Regions from separate parts of the Zea mays genome. Here regions 2, 3 and 4 are each linked to region 1. The links are chromatin contacts, called in public Hi-C maps. All regions are on one chromosome and are shown on one strand. Each heading gives the region's core, a stretch centred on a gene start, on an enhancer-like site or on the middle of the called end of the contact. The rest is flanking DNA. Distances are from core to core; before and after follow the strand shown.

Region 1 (5,538 bases), core at 996-3,495:
CAAATGAGATAGTACCCTGTTCACCAGAGCAGTTATCGAGAAAGATGGGATGTTAGACATGTTTAAGGGCAATAGCCCTAGCAAATACAGTGGTTGCAAAATAACCTTGTAATTCTTTGGCTTGGTGAAGAACTGCATAGTTGATTTCAGACCAATTGTCAAACCCAAACCTGACAGGAAAAGAATCTGGAATAGCATCAAGAGAAAAAGGTGAACCATATGCACAGTGAGTTAACTTAGATCCTCAAAAGATTCAAAAGCAAGTTACAAAATGGAAGATCAATTACATTGCCCATTGCGATGAGCCCCTTGTCAAAGAAGAAAACAATTCCCAGAAATGAGAAGAATATTCCAAAGCCTGTCAGGCCAAGCCCAATCTCTGTGCAAGATGAAATTCAGACCGCACATATCAATGAGTTGAAAAAAATAGACTGTAATATCTAAACCAGCGAATATGTTTTTGCAACTTCATACAAAAGATTTTGCACGGCAGATTTTTTTCGTCACACTTTGATCATTGAACATTATCTTTTCAACACAGTCAAACCACCCAAAGGTGGTACTTTAAGCTCGATGAATCTACTGAGAATCGCTGAAAATTTGCATCAAAACCCAGACAGAACAAGGTTTCAAAGTGGAAGTTGACCGAGCATAGAGCATCTCCAAAAGTCTTTCCTAAATTCACTCTAAATCATCATTTGGAGAGCCATTTGAATAAAAATTGCTCTCTATCTTACCACCCTCCAGCAGATTTTGTAGATCTTGTGTGCACTCTAGAGAGCCAATCTCACTCTCCATCTTTAGCTAGCGAGAAATCCAGAATAGATGATGGCAATATTTATATATCTAATTAAAGAACTTGTTGGAGGACATTTTTTCACCCAAAATCTCCATTCCTATCAATGAGGAAAAATACAGAGAGGTTCTTGGAGTTGCTCTTAGCTAATGGCTGAGTAGATGTTTCTTACAGTAGTCAATTAAAAACTAGCATAAACATCTTAGGCCTGTTTCAACTAAATCCAAGCATCTTTCAGAGGATTCAGCAGTCAGACAGCAGCTCAGCACTGCAGTTAGTATTTGTGTAGTATGGCAATTGTGTCGGCCTAACCAGCAGACATCTTGAACTTTAATATCTTTGGTTTGCCTGAAAGCTTTATCCAGTTGGTGCACTTGAGCCAATATTTCCACAGATTGGACAAACTCAGTTGAGATCAGACACAGTAACAAACTGCTAGAATATCACACATGCTATCGAGGATGAACAGACCCATATACTTGTTCTTTCTAATAACACCCCCAGCCCACCCTTGAAGGGAAAAAAAAGAATTAGCAAGTTGCCTCTCTTGCATTGTACACACTTATAACACTAAAACTACCACTCAAGTGATATTGGCATATTGTAGACCACAGGCACACAGTACATGATATATGCTGCCACTCATGGTCAATTGTAACACTAACACATTTAGACAAAAAAATGCAGGTTAAATTATACAGCACGTTCCACACATGATATTACCCTGATGGATCAACACATTAAAACTACTGTTTTTACATGATATGAGGTGCATGTCACAGTTTATATGATTGAAAAATCATCAAATATCAGTTAAAGACATGCAAACCTTCAAAACAAAGTAGCATCCCTGAGGGTGACTTTGTCACATTCATCACAAGACAATTTGCAAACATGCTAACTTGTTAAGTTCTGAATTATGAGGCAGAAACAAAGGACGTCAAGCAAATCAATACACATTCATGCCTAGCACAAACTATCTATGCTCCTATCAGAAACAAATGGAACAAAAATTGGGAAGACAATTAAAAAAAGAGTGGTGACAAGTCCATACTCTTGAGGTCATTCATCTCGAAGGAAACCATCTTGTCTTGCAATGACACCGTGGATACTAGCAGGGGCAGATCCAGTAAAGGAATATGGGTGATTTTTGCAACAACAAAAAAAACTTCGAAGTTAGGAGGGTTGTCAAATAGCTAAATAGCTTTAGGTTAGGGTTTCGGTGCTCAGCTTCGAACAGGATGAAGGGAAGGGAAAAGAACGGGTGGGAGTACCTGGCGGGTGTCGTCGCCGGCGAAGAGACCAAAGAAAGCCTCAGCAGTCAGCACCTGGCTTAGGGCGGCGGCGGCGGCGCACCCGTCGTCTGAGAGCGACAGAGGGGCTAGACTAGAGAAGTAGAGAGACAAACAACGCACGAGGAGGTTATGCATCGACGGCGTCAGAATTCAGAAAGAGCCGCATCGGGACTCCTCGACCGTTTTTTCTTTGGAAATTTCTGTTTTATTACAGCTATTTTGGGAATTCTATTTAAAAAAAGGGAAATTTGGATCCATACCATTAAAAGATCACCACCTTGGATCCATACCATTACTATCTCACTTACATGTGGGTCCACATGAGTCAATGACATGTGGGGTCCATGGTATATATCTAAAGTTTGGATCTTTTAATGGTATAGATCCAATTGCGCATTTAAAAAAGGATTACTATCTTTCTAAGTAAAAATGAATTAATTTTCTTTGTGAATATAGAAATTCAGTGTTCCTATACTAGACCTTAGAGCTAGTTTAAGAACCCCATTTTCCCTAAAAATCGATTTTTCCAAGAGAATTCAATTATTTTTCTTTAAGAAAATAGAAATTCAACTAAAAAAATAAAGTTCCTAAATTAGCTCTTATATTTTTCTTTCACTCTCTTTTATTCTTATGGAAAAACCCTAAGAGGGTGTTTGGTCCAGTGAAACCTAAAATGTAACGAACGGATTATAGGGCTAATAGATATCGATATCAGTATTAAGTACTAATATCCAATCTAATTATAGCTAACAACCATTACCGTCGACAAGAGATTCCATTGCCATTCTCGTAACAATGTCTGAGCCAAACAACACCTATGAGCTAAAACAAAATGATTAAATGACTAAGGGCATGTTTGGTCCCTAAATTACCAAACACGGTGACTAATAGCATCTCTAACTATCATGTAAAAAGGTTCATAAATGTTAGTTTAAGGACTAATGTACCCTAAACGATGTTGCTAAATTTAAGAAGTTATTATTTTATCCTTTCTTGTCTCTACATTTGGCAACTCGAGATTGACTCCTCAAAGCATTTTTCGTGCGAAATTAGTGTTCTATGTGTTCTGTTTTTATTCTCTTTTATTTTTTATTAATAAACTTCGGGCTACTATGTGGAAGAATTTTGTTGTATGTTATATTTTTTTATTTCTATAGTTTGCAATTTAGGTCTTGTTTGGAATCTATGAATGATTTTGCGTCTGTTTTGTACACAAATTTTAGAAACATTTCAAAAACAATATCATGTTTAATGGAAAGAACATAAAACTTTCTAGAACGTGAGAGCGAGATGAGTTTATAGCTGGCATATTTTTAAAATATTTGGCAGCTAAAAATAGAGAACTACTAGAAAACATATTTTGTTTACTCCCTACTATCATTTAGCAACTTCTCACATATGACATATTGAAAGTCGCCTAGAGGGGGTGAATAGGGCGAATCTGAATTTTACAAACTTTAAGCACAACTACAAGTCAGGTTAGCGTTAGAATTAAATGCGAGTCCGAAAGAGAGGGTGAAAACAAATCACAAGCGAATAAGAACGATAACACGGTGATTTGTTTTACCGAGGTTCGGTTCTTGCAAACCTACTCCCCGTTGAGGTGGTCATAAAGACCGGTTCTCTTTCAACCATTTCCCTCTCTCAAACGGTCCCTTAGACTGAGTGAGCTTTTCTTCTCAATCAAACGGGACACTAAGTCCCCACAAGGACCACCACACAATTGGTGTCTCTTGTCTTGGTTACAATTGAGTTGAACACAAGAAAGAAGGAAGAAGAAAAGCAATCCAAGCGCAAGAGCTCAAATGAACACAAGTCTCTCTCACGAGTCACTATTTGTTTGGAATGATCTTTGGACTTGGGAGAGGATTTGATCTCTTTGGTTGTGTCTTTGTATTGAATGCTATAGCTCTTGTAAGGTGTTTGAAGGCTGAAAACTTGGATCCTTGAAGTGTGGTGGTTGGGGGTATTTACAGCCCCAACCACCAAAAGAACCGTTGGTGAGGGCTTCTGTCGCATGGCGCACCGGACAGACCGGTGTGCCAACAGACACTATCCAGTGCGCCAGCCACGTCACCCGGCCGTTGGATTCTGACCGTTGGAGCTTCTGACATCTGGGGCACCAGACAGTTCGGTGGTGCACCGGATAGGTCCTGTAGACTGTCCGGTGCGCCTTCTGCGCGTGCTCTGACTCCTGCGCGCACTGTAGCGCATTTAATGTCTTCTGCAGACGACCGCTGGCGCGAAGTAGTCGTTGCTCCGCTAGCACACCGGACAGTCCGGTGCTACACCGGACAGTACGGTGAATTATAGCGGAGCGGCTCCTAGAATTTCCGAAGGTGAGCAGTTCGGAGTTGAGTTCCCTGGTGCACCGGACAGTCGGACACTGTCCGGTGGTGCACCGGACAGTCCGATGTGCCAGACCAGGGCACACTTCGGTTGTCTTTTGCTCTCTTTGTTTGAACCCTTTCTTGGTCTTTTTATTGGTTTATTGTGAACCTTTGGCACCTGTAAAACTTATAGTCTAGAGCAAACTAGTTAGTCCAATTATTTGTGTTGGGCAATTCAACCACCAAAATCAATTAGGAAAAGGTGTAAGCCTATTTCCCTTTCAATCTCTCCCTTTTTGGTGATTGATGCCAACACAAACCAAAGCAAATATAAAAGTGCAGAATTGAACTAGTTTGCATAATGTAAGTACAAAGGTTGCTTGGAATGAAACCAATACTTATTTCTACTAGATATGCATGGATGGCTTTCTTCTAATTTAAAATTTTGGACCATGCTTGCACCACATGTTTTGTTTTGCAATTCTTTTCAATGTCTTTTGCAAAATAGTCAAAGGTAAATGAGTAAGATTTTGAGAAGCATTTTCAAGATTTGAAATTTTCTCCCCTGTTTCAAATGCTTTTCCTTAACAAAACTCCCCCTTAATGAAATCCTCCTCTTAGTGTTCAAGAGGGTTTTAGATATTAATTTTGAAGAGGGTATACCAATTTGAAATTATATCAATATCAAGATACCAATTTGAAAAAACTACTTTAAAAACAAATTGAAAGACTAAAATTTTGAAATTGGTGATGGTGCGGTCCTTTTGCTTTGGGCTAATACTCTCTCCCCCTTTGGCATGAATCGCCAAAAACGGAGTCATTAGAGCCCTTCTAACTACTTTCTCCCCTTATGGTAAATAACATATGAGTGAAGATTATACCAAATTGGAGAGCGGTGTGGAGCGGCGACGAAGGATGAATAATTGATGGAGTGGAGTGGAAGCCTTGTCTTCGCCGAAGACTCCATTTCCCTTTTCAATCCTTGACTTATTATGAAATATACTTGAAATTCACATTAGTCATAGCAAAGAAAGAGATATGATCAAAGGTATATATATGAGCTATATGTGCAACAATTCAATCAAAATTCCTAGAATCAAGAATATTTAGTTTATGC
Region 2 (5,538 bases), core at 1,328-3,827, 380 kb after region 1:
GCAATTTGTTTGGTGGATTTAGTGGAGGTTATGAGTGTTGGGTGATTTGGTTGGTTGGGTTTTGTAAAGTTTAAATTGATGGATTATATAGTGGTAAAGATATGAAATGCAGGGGTGGATATATATGATTAACATGAGACATGATGGTTCAACCTTTCAAGACCAACATTGTTTGTGTTCACCATAACAAATATACTTCCTTCGATTCCAAACATAGGTTACTATAGAATTCTATCCTGACAAATTTTTTAAACTTGGCCCATCTATATATGAAAGTCAAACTTGGCACGTGGTTGAGATTATTTGTCATAGAAATGGTTTTTGTAGTATGCACTATTTAAAGTGTTACATAGGAGAGTCGAGAAGATGTCCTCAAGAACTTACATTTCAGATAAGAGGGAGTATACCATACACACCACACCACACCACATTTTAAGTAAGAAACTAAAGGAAACAACTTTGGTTAACTAGAGTGGGGGTGGTATACTAGTATCCAGGGAAAATGGAAACCTCCAAACAAAATTGCCTTCAATGAGTTTGCAAGGTTACCAATGACATAGTTAAAATCAAGTAATTACCAAGAGGAAACTTGTCCAAAGTTCACACAAGTATTTCAGAGCGTTTCAAACTAGGATACCGCCAACAACGCCCTGCAAAAACATATTTATTACACCTAAAAAGGAACATGAAACTATGAAAGGGGCTATAAACTTCTGATGAAGATGAAATAAGAATTATAAGTGTAAAGTCTGTAATACATCTTCGGAGGGATAACACACAATTATGATATATTTGAACAAAATATTTTATTTAAACAAGGTCTACATATGTGATATATATAAATTGTGGGCATTTACAAATCATGCACTAACACAGGAAGGATGGTCAGACATCCACGTGTACTCGACATCCGCTTTGACCCGATGGCACGCTAAGATCTCCCACCCGATGAGGCAGGTGATCATCCCGACAACCGCGCACGTCGTCTCTTTGCAGTTTTGCCTAAATTTGCACTTTTGCTTCAAATGTGTTCTTCTCTTGTAGCTTATCGCCCCCTTCTACTCGTCGCCAGGTTTCGTTATGGCTTTAAGACCGACCCCGACACGGATAAGTAAAACCAGGAGGCAAATAGCCCAAATACATCTTGCTATAGTGTTGCGTGGCAATATAAAATGAAAGCGCATACAACCGAGAGATGCATATGGACATGTATCAGGAAAAAAAGCACCGCGTTAAATGGTTATAAACAGCGCACACGTGGCTTCGGTCTGCAGCTGTGTGGGATGCATTGAGGAGAGGGGGTAATGCAATTTTTGCTCTCCTTGGTCAGGACACGTAAAATGCATCGTGTGTATGTATTACATGTTGGAAGCTAAGGAAAAGCACATATGCATCTCTTTTTACATGTTCTATTGGGATCAGCCAACAGAGTTTCCTTGCTCGTCTCATTCTTCGACCCTAGAGTAGATCTGGACATTTTTTGGACCAGTTCGGGTTCGGATCGGGCCAAAAATCCGGTAGAAATCTAGTTGGCCCGAGCCCGCCCGTGGCACCGACCTATACTCTAATATCTTGGCCCGAGCCCACCCATGACTTGACCCGATGCCCACGGATCAACCCGGTGGCTGGACCGTAAGTAGATTTGAGTTGTGCCTGACAGCAGACCTGAGCGGACGACCTATGACTAACGAGAGGTGTTCGGCCCACAACTCATTTTCTCCACTCATTTTGTGTTTGTTAAAGATGAAGATGAACTTACGTATGTCGAGGCAAAGTTCGGCTCATAGACTATGGAAGTATATTTTTGGACAGAGGATGAGACAAAGTTACAGTTTTTTATTATTTTATTGGGTCGACATGCTGCATGTAGGCTATCATCGTGGCCCGAGCCCAACCTGGATTTTTTGACGAGTTAAACTTTTGGCCCGCATGGCCGCATCCGCCCGTGGCACTGACCGGGTCGAATTGGGTCAGATTTTTTCGAACGGATTGGACCGGTGCCTGTTAGGCCATCTTGAGAGGGCCGTGTAAACGAATTTGTAAAGTACTGTTTTGTACTATAGATTATAATGTTTATAGAGTGAAGTTTAAAATAAAGAGTGAGATAAGGAGGGCTGGAGCCGTAACCGAGCCATACCAAATTAAAAAAAACTAACAATACGGCCCAACTATCCATCTGGCCCAAGTGCCTCGCCCTTTCTCCGCAACTCCACCCCAGGCAGCCCTCACCCCCTCACCGCCGCGGCCACCTGCGTCCGCCCGTCCCGACCTCCGTCCTCCGCCTCCGGCACCGTCGCGGCCCCCTGAACGCAGTCCGATTCCAGCCTCCGCCAGCCCGCCCACCAGCCACCGGCTTCCGGCCTCCGCCCGCCGGCGGCGGCCTCTGCTCTCCGCCCACCTGGCCACCTCCGCATCCGGCCTCAGCCTCCGGTGTCCGGTGTCCGCCCCCGCAGTGGGCGTGCCGCACTGGGCTGAGGAAGAACAGCTTCCGGTTCCTGCTGCTGATCTTGAACGGCGCGGCGCTCAGGTCGGAGGAGGCCTGCCGACGAGACTGAGGTAGCAGAAGGAGCCATACCAAAAAGAGAATCTTCCTCCGCCACTGTCGACTCCCATCTGCGAGGGTAGCTTCGCGCCGAGGCGTCAGTGGCGCGATGAACGTCCCTGTAGTCGGTGAGTTCTCGATGCGATTCGTGTGGATTTTCGTCGTTCGGGGTTGGAAAACGTGTCTATCGGGTAGAATTCCGGAGAAATCTGGTGGCCGTGTTGCGGTTAGTGTGTTTTTCTTTCACATATTTGGTAATTTAGGGGTTTAGAGGGGGCGGGAGGCATGACGAAAGTAGAGTTCTTCTGTTTTAGGCGATCTGTGGGCTGAAACTTTGGGTGTTATATCTGAAGTTAACCCCATGTTTTTGCTCTATAATGTTTGTGGTTGGCTGGTAATATGATTGGTTATTTGTTTATGTCGATTGATGTAGTTCATTTGGGTGTTCTAGTGGCACCGAAATGAAGTGTTGTCTAGGGTTGAAAACAGGGTTTTAGATTACTTTTTTTTAGTTTGCTTGATGTGCATGCGAAAATTTTGTTCTCGTTAAGGGCCTCTAACGTAATGGTTAAGGCTTTCGAGTAGCATCTCCAGGTCTTGGGTTCGATCCCCTCGGGGGCGAATTTCGAGCTTGGTTAAAAAAATCCTCTTGCTGCCGCCCGCCTGCTCTCGCGGATCGATATCCTGCGCACCACCCTGTGGCTGGGCCGTTGCACAGTGGGTAGTTGATCGGCCCGTTAGTGATGGGGCAGGGTTCTTAATATAATACCGGGAGGGCGGTCTTTCCCTCCCCGGCCGCCGAGTTTAGTTAGCAAGGTTGGTTGTAGGGTAGGAATTGGTAGTCAAAAAAATTCTGGCGGAATCAATGCATTTTGCCATCTGTTTTGTCGTCTAATGAAATTTTAAATTTTGGTGATAGGTTTCAAGGTATTCATTGTCATTTTGAGTGTCCATATCACTGTTTAGGATATTCTTCTAGTATTTACTAATGTCCATATATTATCTGAAATATCATATTTAGGGAAAATTTGATCTGTGGCATCAAAAGATCGCAATTTTAGAAATATACCTTCATACTGTCTTTGTTCACTTTAATACCGCCGAGATTTTGGGCCATTTAGAAATATGCCAGTCAGTTACCTTTTCTATAAACCCAGCCTCGCCACTGTCATCCTACCGTTTCCTTTCGATTGATAGTGGAATGAGTTCTTCCTCCACCCTGGCTCTCTCCGATGGATGCTCCAACATGCTATGGTCACCTCAAGCTGACCCTAAACTAGGTTTGTCTTCGCTCATGCCTGCTTCACGGCGCTCTCTTGTCCAAGTCTCTTCTTGTCACTGCCCCTCACCTCCTATGCCACCCGAAGTGCAGATCCATCTGGCCTTGGATTCGTTCGACCATACCAAATCTGTGTTGTTTCTCAAATCCGATTCAGCCTCAGCTGTTGCTGAGATTTGCATGCTTGGTGGCAGAGTACTCAATGTGCTATTTGATAGCTTGTTGCTCTATTTTGGATTGGGAGTTCAATTCCGCCCAGATCTACATCATAAAGGTGATTTGGGTGAGGTGGAGCTTTATTTTGTACAGTTAGTTTTGTGTGTGTGTGGGTGGGAGGGTTGCGATTTGGGCATGAAGAGATCCTTCTGATTTGAGCTATCTGAGCTCCAGAATCATCTCTTGATGCTGCCTTTGGCGTTGAGTAGATCTGAACTGAGGCACCCGGCTTTGGCATTGAGTACATCTGAGCTGCATTGTGAGTTTGTGACAGCTTTGGGTGGAGGAGCTGTTGTGCCGTGGTTTTGACTAGAGGTGGGCTGAAGCACAGAGGCTTCCTGTGCATGCGGGTTGGGGTGCGGCAGTGTGCACCAGAGATGCATACATGCTACAGATCGAAATATGTCAAACACTGCAATGGGGAAGACCATTATTGGGTAGAAAGTGTCACAGAATATTATGTTTCTAATCGGCATGATCTTTTGATGTCCCCTTGTTTTATCACTTATCAGACAAAGGAAGTTAAGCCATTCCTGCTATATGTGAAATACTTTAGCATGTATTGTGTTCTTAGATTTCTATGTCAAGAAAAAACATGGAAAATTATTTTGAAATGTTGAAGTGCTCTCTCTGTATTCTTGCAGATCCATATCAGGGGGAATTTCCTGAGACAATCGAAGAGTACTTGCATCACGGTACTATGAAATGTATCGCGTTTAACCGCAAAGGAACACTTCTTGCTGGTAATTATCGGAGCTTGTTTTGATTGTTTCTCTACAATTAAATTTGAAGTGACTCTTTTCTGTAACTATCTTCTGAGCCCAGTTCATATAAAACTTGCTGAATTTCTTTTATGGTTCTTGACTAGAGTTGGTTTTTACTTGTTGGATTTTGTTTTGGTTAACAAGGATTACAATTTCTTCTACTCTGGCAAAATGATTTCCGTTTCCGTCATTTGTCATCGCTGGTTGCACAATCAGTCTGTGTTACTGACAGTGCCTGTGGGGTCATCTGCCTCCTAATACAATTAGTGGCTCCACTGATCTTTATACTATGCATGAAAAGATCACCATCATTTTGTTTTCCTGTCCACGTGAAACATTTGCACTTCCATTTGTTAATCTACAATCTGTAGACATTTAATCCAGGATGAGCTCTGTTTCTTTTAACATCTTATTAATACTTTCCTCATAGCACAATTACCCTAGGCTGTATTATGTGCGCCAAAATAGAATAGTGTGTATGGGGGATACAGAATCCTGGACATTGGATTTTGCTGATAAATGTCAGAAGGGGAGTCAAGAATTTGTGTTAAATTAGCAAGCCACATTGTATTTTGTATGTTCCCTTAATTTTCTATATGACTCACCAGTCACAACAACATGATTTTATGATATCCTGCATCCTTATCTAACCTTGGATAGTTTTCTTGCTGTTGCGGTACAATGATACAGAGTGGTGTTATTGGAAAGGGAATGCTGTGTACACTTGTCAAGCGGGG
Region 3 (5,538 bases), core at 926-3,425, 370 kb before region 1:
CCCTGAAGGCGCCCATCCTGCGCGCGCTGAAGCCGTCGTCACTCCCGGCAGCGGGCGACGGCGCGCGCTCCCCGACCAAGCCGGCGCACCAGTGCCACGACGGCGACGTGCTGTCCAACGACGCGTCCTTCTTCGACGCGCGGGAGCCGCTGGACGCGTGGGAGCTGGTGGACGACGGGGCGCGCCGTCGGCCGGCGACCCGCTACTGGGGTTCCCCGCCGTCGGGGGGAGGGCGTGGTGCTGTACACGACGACGCTGCGTTCCAGGAGCCGTGCTGGCGTGGACTGCAACGGCGTGCGCGCGTTGCTGGAGAGCCTGGGCGCGTCGTTCCAGGAGCGCGACGTGTCCATGGACCGCGGCCTGCTGCCGTTCCAGGAGCGCGACGTGTCCATGGACCGCGGCCTGCGCGACCAGCTGTGTGCCGCGGCCGAGGAGAAGGTTGTGCCGCCGCGCCTGTTCAAGCAGTAACAACACAAATACACTCTTTGCTTAATATGTAGCAAAGAGCCAGCTCCATCGGTGTGAGGCATCCTGTTTCCGTGAGAACCCTCTTTGCATTTGTGATGGAACATGGAACACTGTTTTCTTGATACAAACGTACTAAATAAGGAGAGGTTACCTTGATGCTGGAAGGAGAGAGGCGGATGGTCTGACCGACGCCGCTAAGAGCACACTGCACAAACCCGGAGCCAAGTATGGTTCGTGAGCACGAGCCCACTTTCCTCATGCCATCCTCTGAGGAGAACGTGGGACCCAGCCCGAGAAGGATCACGCGCTGGGCGACCGGAACCACCTCTCACCGGGGGGGACACATTGGGATGGGTGGGGGCCTTACCACGTGCGGCGGACGGAGGTCGCCGAGGCCTGCCAATGGGCACGACGACGGGGTGACAAGGACCGGCGGCGAGGGTTAGGGTTTGAGAGCAGTCAAGTGCGGAAGGACGGACGGGCGGTGGGGGGAGCTAGGTCTGAACCGAATAGGGCCATGAGACGGCGGAGGATCTCCTCTGCAAACACGCACAGTGCGATGGGCAGGAACTTACCTCGCGCGGCGACGGACGGTGATTTGGGCTTGGGAGTCGCTCATCTCGCCCGACAGCCGCCTCCCCTCTCCTTCCTTTCTCCTTCCTCCCACGCAACCGGTGCTGTGGGGCGGGGCGCGGTGATTTTGGCTTGGGGGGCGGAGGGAGAGCCGGAGAGGGAGGGAGCACCGGCCAGGCCAGAGGGCGAGGGGGGTGAGGCGATGCGAGGAGGACGACATCGTGGGTGGCCAAGGAGGACTGAGGCGGTGTCGGTTGCAGCTGCGAGGGAGGCGGGGAGGGGAGGGCGGTCGAGCAAACGAACGGTGCAGCGGGCGCGAGGGTGATGCTCGACGAACGGACGGCTTAGATTGGCTGAAGGCAGAACGCAAGGGGGCAGCCTACCCCTTGCAGCCTTAATAGGTAGTATAGATATCTGTACATTGCCATTGTACCATATGTTTTGGTGAATCTCGTCTAACCTCGAGTACCCTTGAAATCTTTCCAGCAAACATCGGGACTCATGATGACAATGAAGGATGTGATGGGTTTGTGTCTGTTAGCCATATAAGGTTGCACGTTAAGCATGCCCCTGACTTGCCGGACGAGCAGCAAGACTTCGGGATCTTGATTGGCTAAGGCACTAAGAATAGAATAGCTTTTCCAGAAAAGAGAGACAACAACGGACACTGTACTATGTAGTGGTGAAATAGCTAGATTAAGATAATAAAATTTATATATGACTAGGATCATAAATGGATTACGAAACATTTTTATCATAACAATATAACACACGTTTATACATAAATTATTATAGTATTATATATTCCCGTTGCAACGCACGGACACTCACCTAGTATATATATAAATGTAGCAATTAGCAATGTACGCAGCACGAGCACTATAAAGCCACCAATTCTTCGGCTTTAACGGTGAAGCTATTTTTATAGAAATCCAACTAAATTGGGCCTTATTCAGGGTCCTGACGTCCGGAGGTAGCAAATTAGTACTTGGACCTAGGCGGCGTAACTTGGTCCAACGCCCACAGCCCATGGGCTAGCTAACCCTTCGCGTGCGACGTCGGCTTGCCAGCCGCAGGCCCTCGGGCTCTCTTTACCCATCTCCAGTCCTCCAACCCCAATCCTCTCCTTTCCATCCACGCCGCTGCGCTTCCGATGCAACCCTAACCACCTCATCGCCGGCACGATCTTCCCCGCCCCCACTCCCCGGCTATTGCCTCTGATTGGCGGCTCTCCGGTGCGTGCCCCCTTGCTCTCCCTATCACCTTTACACGCCCCCTTCCACTCTTGCGCGTTAATTTCACCTACCGCTTTTTGTCTGTTCGCCTTAGGGATTCACGTTGGTCCGGGGTACGGCTCCTGCGATTTTCACGCAATGGAGCAAGATCAGAGCGTGGTTGTCGGCAGCGCGGACTCTGGTGCTGCGGCTTTTGGTTTTGCGACTGGCAACCCCCCTAGCTTGGCTGTGACCGGCGGAAGCGCCGTGGCCCCCGACGGTGGAGCTCAGGCAGCTGATGCCTCTGCGTACCAGGCCGAGCACACGGCGTTGAATGGGACTGTCGGCGATATGGGTAATTACCCATCTACAGGAGCTGCAGAGAACGGCGAAGCCGTCCCCAACGAGACGGGCGAGCCGGTTCCTGAGCTATCGTACGAAGAAGGTAATATTGGGCTTGCAGGCTCGCCTAATCTGGTACCCTACCTTCTGTTTGCTCTTAACGTCCCGCTTTCTTATGCAGCCGTGCTTTCAGCAGAAGAGGCTAGGTTATGGAGTGTTGTTACCGCGAATTCCTTAGATTTTAATGCCTGGACCGCACTTATTGAGGAAACAGAGAAAAATGCTGAGGTAATGTTTGGTTAGCTACTTGCCGATATAAACATTCTCGTAACGTTCTTTGTGCAGCTAGCTATCTGTAAATGAGCTGATTTCGATAGCAGCTTGTAATTATAAGCTATTTGTCAATCTGCAATTGTTTGCCCATGGCTTTGATTTGGGGCATATTGTAATGGTGCATTTATTTTTGTTATATGATCAGTTACTTCCTTGTTCTTCTGTCTCTATCCTGCTAGTGGACTATGGTTCCTCTTGTTGCCTACAGTCAACTTGAAGTGTTTATGCATCTAATGCTTTAATTTTCCCTTCTGTATCCTTTAGTGTCCTTCACTATTTTGTGTTTCTAATAAAGTATACTTAATTTGAATCCGATCTGATTACCAGTCATAAGAATCAGAACTCTTGATACGATGATAATATTTATCCTAAATGCTAATGCATACTTCTGTATATTCTTGTCCAGAACAATATTTTGAAGATACGGAAAGTGTATGATTCGTTTCTTGCGGAATTCCCTCTTTGCTTTGGGTATTGGAAGAAATATGCTGACCATGAAGCGAGACTTGATGGTGTGAGTAAAGTTATAGAGGTGTATGAACGAGCAGTTCTCGCAGTTACTTATTCAGTGGACATTTGGTATAACTATTGTCAGTTTGCAATTTCAACATATGATGATTCAGATATCATACGAAGGTAGCAAATTAGCAATCCATACGCAATATGCTTGTTCCAATGAAACTTCTGTACCTAGGGTCTGTCTTCTGATTATTTGAAATGACTGGGCATTTGAAATCTATATTATTATACATAAATTCTTGATTAAGCTCTTATCATAGCTCAATGCCCACTTCTGCACTTTGTGTGGCAGCATAGTCTATCTGAGATTGGATATGTAAAAATGTATCTATGTTATTGGAGTGGTTGTATGCCTCTGAGTTGCAACAGGCCAATGGTTAATCCTATACTTACCTTTAGGGGCTAAACATAATGTATTTTTTTGGCCTTTTGTGAACTCAGTCTTGATGTAGTCACTTCTTTTGAGCCTATGTCAGTTCATACTCCATACAAAAGCTTTTATATGAGTGACATTAACATGCTTATTTGATCAAAGATGCTTTAATCTCTAGTACTCTACATATATGGTCATATAAGTATTATTGAAATATGCATTTAATGAATAATGTTGTCATCCCTAGATGTAAATAGCTACTACCTTTGCATCTGCCAGGCCCAGGCATCCATTGCATGTCCCATTGATGTACTTCTGTTTTTGTCTCTTGTTTTGTTGTGAATCAATAAACTTTGCTGAACCTTTGGAGTAACTTTCTCTGCCTTCTGGTTTTTTACAGACTGTTTGAACGTGGCTTGGCATATGTTGGAACAGATTATCATTCCAATATTTTGTGGGATGAGTATATTAAGTATGAAGAGTCACTGGAGGCTTGGAGTCATCTAGCTGATATATATACAAGAGTATTGGAGCATCCCATCCAGCAGCTTGATCGGTATTTTAATTGGTAAGTTCTTTCACATATTTCTATGTGTTCTTATTCAAATCTTTGAACTTTAGCTTTCCCTTTTGCGTTAATATGAATATTATCTATCTTTTGTTTATTTGTGCTAGTTGATAGCTTTGTTGTCTGATGAGTTGTTCAATAAGCATATCACGAACAACAGTTGTGTCTGCCATGTGTGAACTAAAGTAATGTATGTGCATCACTAGACCATTTTGTCTTTTGTGTTACTAATCATTATTTTTACGCAGCCTCAAGGAATTGGCTTCGAAGCACAGTTTATCAGAAATACTTACTGCAGAAGAAGCCTCGTTGTATGTTGTCACATCTGAGACCACTGCTCAAGCGCCTGATGGTGAGGCACATCCTGATGATGTTGATAAGCTTGGTCAACCAGAAATTTCGTCTTCAACAGACGCAGAAAGCCTTGCAAAGTATGTCTCCATGAGGGAAGAGATGTACAGGAAGGCTAAAGAGTATGAATCTAAGATCATTGGTTTTGAGCTAGCTATTAGAAGGCCATATTTTCATGTCAAGCCTCTTGACAATCCAGAGCTTGAAAATTGGCATAACTACCTTGACTACATCGAGAAGGAAGAAGACATTAATAAGGTATGCTTTTACACTTCTAGAAACCCCTTGTCCTTATTTACTAGTTTTTATTATCGAACGCTTGGAATCCTATAACTTACAATCCAGTCTTATTGGTTCCACTATATCCTTTAACGGCTAGTATTTGGACGAAGCTTCCTTTGTAATGGGATATTGAACTGAGGATAGAGCGTGGACATAATGTTTGGTTTCGATGAGGCTAAGTACTCCAAACTTTCATTTGGCAGTGGTCGTTCTGGGTTCATGTATATGATACCAAATACCAGTTTTGAATTTTTAATCTCATATATGCAGGTATTTGCTTAATGCTCACCTTCTTAACCATCTATCTATCGAGCAGGATGGTCCCTCCTTTCTTATGGAGGGGCCTCCGTAATCAGCTAATGGAGTAATCTGTGTGAACTTCTCTTTTTTTGTCAATACCATATCCTTACTATCATTATTTACCCTCTTTATTTTGTCTCGTACACAAGATTTCTGATGTTATGTTAAACTGTTTTCAGGTTATAAAATTGTATGAAAGGTGTGTGATTGCATGT
Region 4 (5,538 bases), core at 1,258-3,757, 260 kb after region 1:
TTTTGGTAAAATAATCCATGGCATTGACAATACAATTATTGTGCCCAATTATGTCATTGTTTAAAAACTTTCAAGAAAGACACCGAGTACATAAACTTTCAACAAGTACTGGTCGTTCAAAATATTTTTGTCACTAGTTCATAATCATTGTCAAAATCTTATATCAGCATCAGCTGCGTCACCATACTAGACCTGGTTTCATCCGTGTCAATCAAATTGTACCATCTTTACAGTTAAATAGAATTCTTCATGCTTGGCAATCTGCATAAGTATTTTTATTCTTTGAAATACAACATTGCTGGGCTTTTGCCCCCAGCTCTACCATTTGACAGGAATACCTCTCAGAATCCTCAAATTTCCCCTCATTACACAGCAGGTCAGACAGCACACTGATGCGAACATGAATGATCCAAACCTGTTGTTGTATCACTCCAAAAGCTCAACCAGTGGATGAATCTCGAAACATGAAAACTTTCAGGGAAGGCATCAGAGTACAGAACTCAGAATATCCATAAGGCCCTGTTTGTTTCATTAGAATTGAATTCCATTTTAATATTTATAATTTAGACAAAACTAATTAAGTTCATATATTTATATATGTAATATATTTGTATATTATCTTAAATCATATGAAAGAGATAGTTATATGCTATATTTATGTTATAACGAAGTAAATAGAAGAGTGTGCTATAAGTTGTACATCAGAAAAATAACATGTAAATCTATAGAATCAATTTCCATCTCTCACCCCATGAATTTGAGTTAGGCTTATATGATAACTTTGGAAAGTGGTGGAATGTCACATTCTAAAAAAATAGCCTAATGCAATAGTAAGATTCCAATTCCTCAAAATGAAAGGAAATAAACGGGGCATAAGTGTTCATCTTGTCAACAAAATAGTTTAATGATGTATTCATGATCGCCATCATCCAAATGTATGCACTAAGCTGCTCTCAATATATCAGCGTCAGCTGCATCACCATTACTAGGCCTGCTTTCAACAGAGTGTTGGACTCTTTGGCAATCCACTGGTGGCAGTCGACCAAATTGTATCATCTTTTCAGTTAATCTGGCAATTGATTCTTCCTGTTTGGCAAGCTGCATAAGTATCTTTATCCTTCTAAATGCAACATTACTGGGCTTTTGCCCTAACTCAACCATCTGACAGAAGCACCTCTCAGCGTCCTCCAACTTCCCCTCGTCACACAGCAGGTCCAACAGCACATCTGATACCAGCGTTAATGATCCAAAGCTGCTGCTGACCATATCGCTCCATAGCTCAAGTGCCAGTGCCACCTTCCCATACCGGTGGCACAACCTGATAATGAACATGCAAGACTGTGTGTTTGGGTAACATCCTTCAGACCGCATACGCTCATATAACCGCCATGCGCTGCCAATGTCGAAAGCCCAGTAATAGCACCTGAAGAAAAGGTTATAAGTTGTGGGATTTGGCATCAGTCCCTTTGAGACCATTTGATCCATCAGTGCGAATGCATCTCCAAGCCTCTTCGCTATAACAAAATTCCTTATTGCTGCATTGTATGCAGGGACATCTGGGTAGCACCCTAGCTCATACATCTCCTTGAGCAAATCTTTTGCCTTGTCGGGTTGGCCAATCAACCCCAGTCCGCCAATCAAGCTTGTGTAAGTGATAATATCAGGGGAAATGTCTTTGTGCCGCATTTCGTCGAGCAGCTTGTAGGCCTTCTGCACGTCCCGGTTCTTGCAGTGGCAGTCGATCAAGCTGTTGTAGGTCACCAGGTCAGGCTCCACCCCGAGCTCCCGCATTTCGGTGACGAACGCCTCGGCGTCCTCGGCCGACTTCCAGCCAGAGAGGAGGATGTTGAAGGTGTGGCGGTTCACTCGGAACTCGTACTTGAGCGCGTGGAAGACGTTGCGCGCGTCGGACATGCTCTTCTCCTGGCAGAGCGTGCGGAGCAGCGCGTTGAAGAGTACGGCCGGGTCGACGGTGTGGAAAAGTCGCGCGAGGCAGCGGAAGGAGGCGACTGTCTCACGGACGGAGCAGACCTTGGCGACGCGGCCGAGGACGATCATGGCGGTGCGCGGGGTGAGGGCGTCCGGACATATGCGGCGCGTGTTCGCGACGAGGTTCCACATGTGCGGGAAGCGGCGGGCCCGGCCGAGCACGTAGAGCGCGGTGTCGATGGCGTAAGGCGACGGCGCGATGCCGCCACGGTCGGCGGCGAGGGAGAGGAGCGATAGCGCGCGGAGCGGGTCCCCGTGCGCGAAGCGGAAGCGGCGCATGACGGCGTCGAGGAGCGGGGACGAGAGCGAGACGGCGGACGCCGCGAGCGCGGACTCCATCGCGGACGGCGTGGCCGCGGACGTGACGATGCGGTACACCTCACCGACGTCGGCATCGGACGCGGTGCCGTCGTGGCTGCCGGGCGCAGCGGATCTGGCGGCTGGTGGCGGCGGCGGTTTGCGCGACTTGTTGGAGATGTACTGGAAGAGCCGGGGCGCGGGTTTCGGCGGCATTTTGCGCGACCACGAAGCGGGCGGCCGTTCGCGGTCCGGGTATTTGGTGTCGAGTGTCGAGGGACTCCCCACCTCCCGGTCGTCGCGCAGATCCACCGATCCCCCTCCCCCTCGGATCCTCCCCGCAAATCAGATCCCGCCGGGTGCTCGCCCTGCCCGCGTCCCCCGCTGCTTCCCTACCTCGTCGCCTCAAGCGGCTCAAGAAATCCTCCGCTCAAACCACCGCCACCGCTAGCACCACCGTCGCTACCACTACTAGCAGCAGGATCTTCGAAGTGGTGCCGTGGCGCTGCCCTGGGTACACGTTCCAGGAGTCGGGGCCGGTGGGCACGACGAACCTGAGCCGCACCGAGGTGCGCGCGCTCATGGCGGAGCTCGCCGCTGACTTCCTGGGAACGCCTCGACCAGGACGACGACTCGGTTCGCGGACGAAGCCAGCCGTAGTACTCCCTTCTCAGATATGCGCGCTCGTGGTGCAGGAGCGCTCCTGGCGCCCCGCCGCGACGGTGGCCGGGGCCCCCTCGCTGGCGTCCCGGTCGCGTCAACCACCTCAATCTCGCTGGCGTCCGCCTCCGCGGTACGTTCGTTCGTCCACCCTCCATTTGCAGATTCGTCTGCATCTGCTGTTTGCGGATCGTCGACTCATTGTTCTTGCCGTATGTGTTCGAACCGTTTCTTTCAGATGTCAAGAGGTGGATCTTGTTTCTGCAGTGAGTTGCTCATCTGGAGACAATCGAGCGTAGATTGTTGAAGGCACATCTCCAATATTCCTGCACAAAAAAACAATGCGCATCAACTAACAGAAGTGCAACACACTCTCATCTGAGTGTTCACATCTTTCTTTTTTTTTGGTTGATTCGTTTAAACCTCACTATGTACATACAAGGCAGAATCACAGTCCCTGCATCGTTGGCTTGCCAAGTTTTGCCCTCTTTTGCCACCTCCTAGGTCAACTATTGCTAATGCTTTCAGTCCAGATGGAAAAACACTTGCGTCCACAAGATCATTGTATACAAACTGAACTGAAAGACATTTATTTTGTTAGTGGTGAGGTGACCATACTGTGAAATTAATTGACTGTAATATAGGGAAATGTTTGAAGGTTTTGAGTGGACATCACAGTATACAAACTGAACTGAAAGACATCTATTTTGTTAGTTATCAGCCTCATCAAACTGATTGAAAGACACCAAACTGAACTGAAAGACAACAAACATGCCAGGTAACTGTATCGCGAAAGACAACAAACATCATACTTTTTTCGGCTCTGGTATGTTTTTGTAGCTCCCATTTTAGATTTTACCAAGTATTAAATGTACACTGCTTACTGTTTGATGACTAACATCATGCAGAGGTCTTAATTTTAAAAAATATCGCTGAACCTTGAAATACATATTCAAACCATTCCTTTTGCAGTGGTATGTTTCTGCAGCCTTTTTTGCTAGTTGGATTTAGTCCAGCATCTGACACTATTATAGTTTTCAATCCATGGATCGATGGGTTAAATGGTTATTTTAAGCTAAAGCTTGTTTTCCTTTACAAGAGGGATTTTTATCTAAAAGAATATCTTTGGAGTGGCTCTTTGACATTCTATGAAACTATCCTTTTTATTTGATACCACATGTCAGGCGTTATATTCAAATGTGCATAAACAAATATACTAATTGTTTTAGCTGACCTAGAGTTTATGTAGAAGACTATGATAGGCTGTATGTATGAGTTGTTTCTTGCTGTATATGGATTGGTAATGAATAGAGAAAATAGGTTTGCTTTGTAGTATTACAAAAATATATGTATCTAGGGCTGGAAACGAGCCGAGCCGAGCTCGCTCGGCTCGGTGCGGCTTGGTGCCTGAACGAGCTCGGCTCGGCTCGCCCATTCCACGAGCTGGCGAAAGTGGCTCGGCTCGGCTCGACCTTGGCTCGCGAGTTGGCTCGACTCGGCTCGCGAGCCATATTCTGGTATTTATCGTTGCATTATTTGCTAAATTAACATTATATAAATTTAAAATATAGAATCATCATTCAACATTATGAGTAATTTAAATTATAAAGTGTAATATATTCATCATCAGAGACTAAAAAATGAGCTATTATCCATAAAATTATCTAATATTCATTATTATTCCATAAATTGATCATTTTTGCAAGGCTCGCGAGCCGGCTCGGCTCGGCTCGCTGCAAAAAACGAGCTCGAAGAAGGGGCTCGGCTCGGCTCGTTCGAGGCTCACGAGCCGCTCCGAGCTCGAGCCGGCTCGCGAGCCTCGAGCTTATTTTCCAGCCCTATATGTATCCTTGAGACGAGTCCTTTCTGGAAGTGCTAAAATGAACTGGAGTGTGGAACTATGGATTAATTAACCTGTCAAACCTATTCTACAATTGTAGCCTGCAAATAGTAAATATGTACCTCTGTGTGTTCTGAAGTCTTAACTTAATCTCCTAATTCTTGGCAGGCTTCATGTGTTGTATCTTTCTATAAATATGGACAAAGAATAAGGTTGATGGAATTTAGTTGATTATTAAATGATTTGTAAGTGCTCAAAATGGGATGACATTCAGTAAGAACCTAGCAGGATACATTCCTTCATTCTTTATTTACAGCTTTAACTTGGAAATATGATGGTAGCCTTATTGCTGATACAGCTATATATTTACAGAAACATAATGTGATGGATAACATATTATATTTTATATGGATTATACAATGTCCTAATTCTTGGTAGGACGCATGAGTTGCGTCCTGCTGTAAATATGGACAAACAATGAAGTTGATGAAATTTAGGTGAGCGCTATGTGAGTCATAGGTGCTCATAAAGGATCATCACACATTTAGGGTTGCTATAAGCATGGTGCATCATCTATACTAATTAATTTGTTAGCGATCTTGTTCGGGTGCATAGCCAATGCTCTAATATTTTTTATTCACAAATTTTGATATCTAATCCTCGGTGATCTACATGAATTTCATTCAATCTAAATGTGAACTGCTAGTAGAAATATGATTCCCATGGCTTGCTGGTAGAACATAAAACTAGAG

Evidence for each region. A called contact is a pair of places that touch in the nucleus more often than the background predicts.
Region 2: a contact with region 1 is called in a Hi-C map of ear, with 2.9 times the contacts expected there. The contact joins the promoter of LOC100280497 here to the promoter of LOC100284198 in region 1. A contact is called at or near these places in 3 of 25 Hi-C or Micro-C datasets (ear, endosperm and leaf).
Region 3: a Hi-C map of leaf shows a contact between it and region 1, with 6 times the contacts expected there. The contact joins the promoter of LOC100383763 here to the promoter of LOC100284198 in region 1. A contact is called at or near these places in 3 of 25 Hi-C or Micro-C datasets (ear, leaf and tassel).
Region 4: a contact with region 1 is called in a Hi-C map of bundle sheath, with 2.5 times the contacts expected there. The contact joins the promoter of LOC100304284 here to the promoter of LOC100284198 in region 1. A contact is called at or near these places in 3 of 25 Hi-C or Micro-C datasets (bundle sheath, ear and leaf) and 1 of 3 datasets of contacts at active chromatin or transcription factors (leaf).

Annotation. Positions count from the first base shown.
Region 1 is chr1:21,145,514-21,151,051 of Zm-B73-REFERENCE-NAM-5.0, forward strand. LOC100284198 reads right to left here and starts at 2,246. Exons shown (of 7, transcript NM_001157093.2): 1 at 2,071-2,246; 2 at 1,851-1,907; 3 at 288-379; 4 at 106-186; 5 at 1-16. The coding sequence starts at 1,881.
Region 2 is chr1:21,529,225-21,534,762 of Zm-B73-REFERENCE-NAM-5.0, forward strand. LOC100280497 reads left to right here and starts at 2,578. Exons shown (of 5, transcript NM_001153417.1): 1 at 2,578-2,670; 2 at 4,682-4,780. The coding sequence starts at 2,652.
Region 3 is chr1:20,779,545-20,785,082 of Zm-B73-REFERENCE-NAM-5.0, forward strand. It overlaps LOC100383763 (Tetratricopeptide repeat (TPR)-like superfamily protein), which reads left to right and starts at 2,176. Exons shown (of 14, transcript NM_001362135.1): 1 at 2,176-2,276; 2 at 2,371-2,700; 3 at 2,779-2,885; 4 at 3,337-3,566; 5 at 4,223-4,390; 6 at 4,639-4,999; 7 at 5,503-5,538. The coding sequence starts at 2,415.
Region 4 is chr1:21,401,583-21,407,120 of Zm-B73-REFERENCE-NAM-5.0, forward strand. LOC100304284 reads right to left here and starts at 2,508. Exons shown (of 1, transcript NM_001165726.1): 1 at 845-2,508. The coding sequence starts at 2,502. The coding sequence ends at 943. LOC100194387 (a long non-coding RNA gene) reads left to right here and starts at 2,926. Exons shown (of 2, transcript NR_147028.1): 1 at 2,926-3,079; 2 at 3,185-3,427. LOC111590753 (small nucleolar RNA snoR103) reads left to right here and starts at 5,226; the gene lies at 5,226-5,332.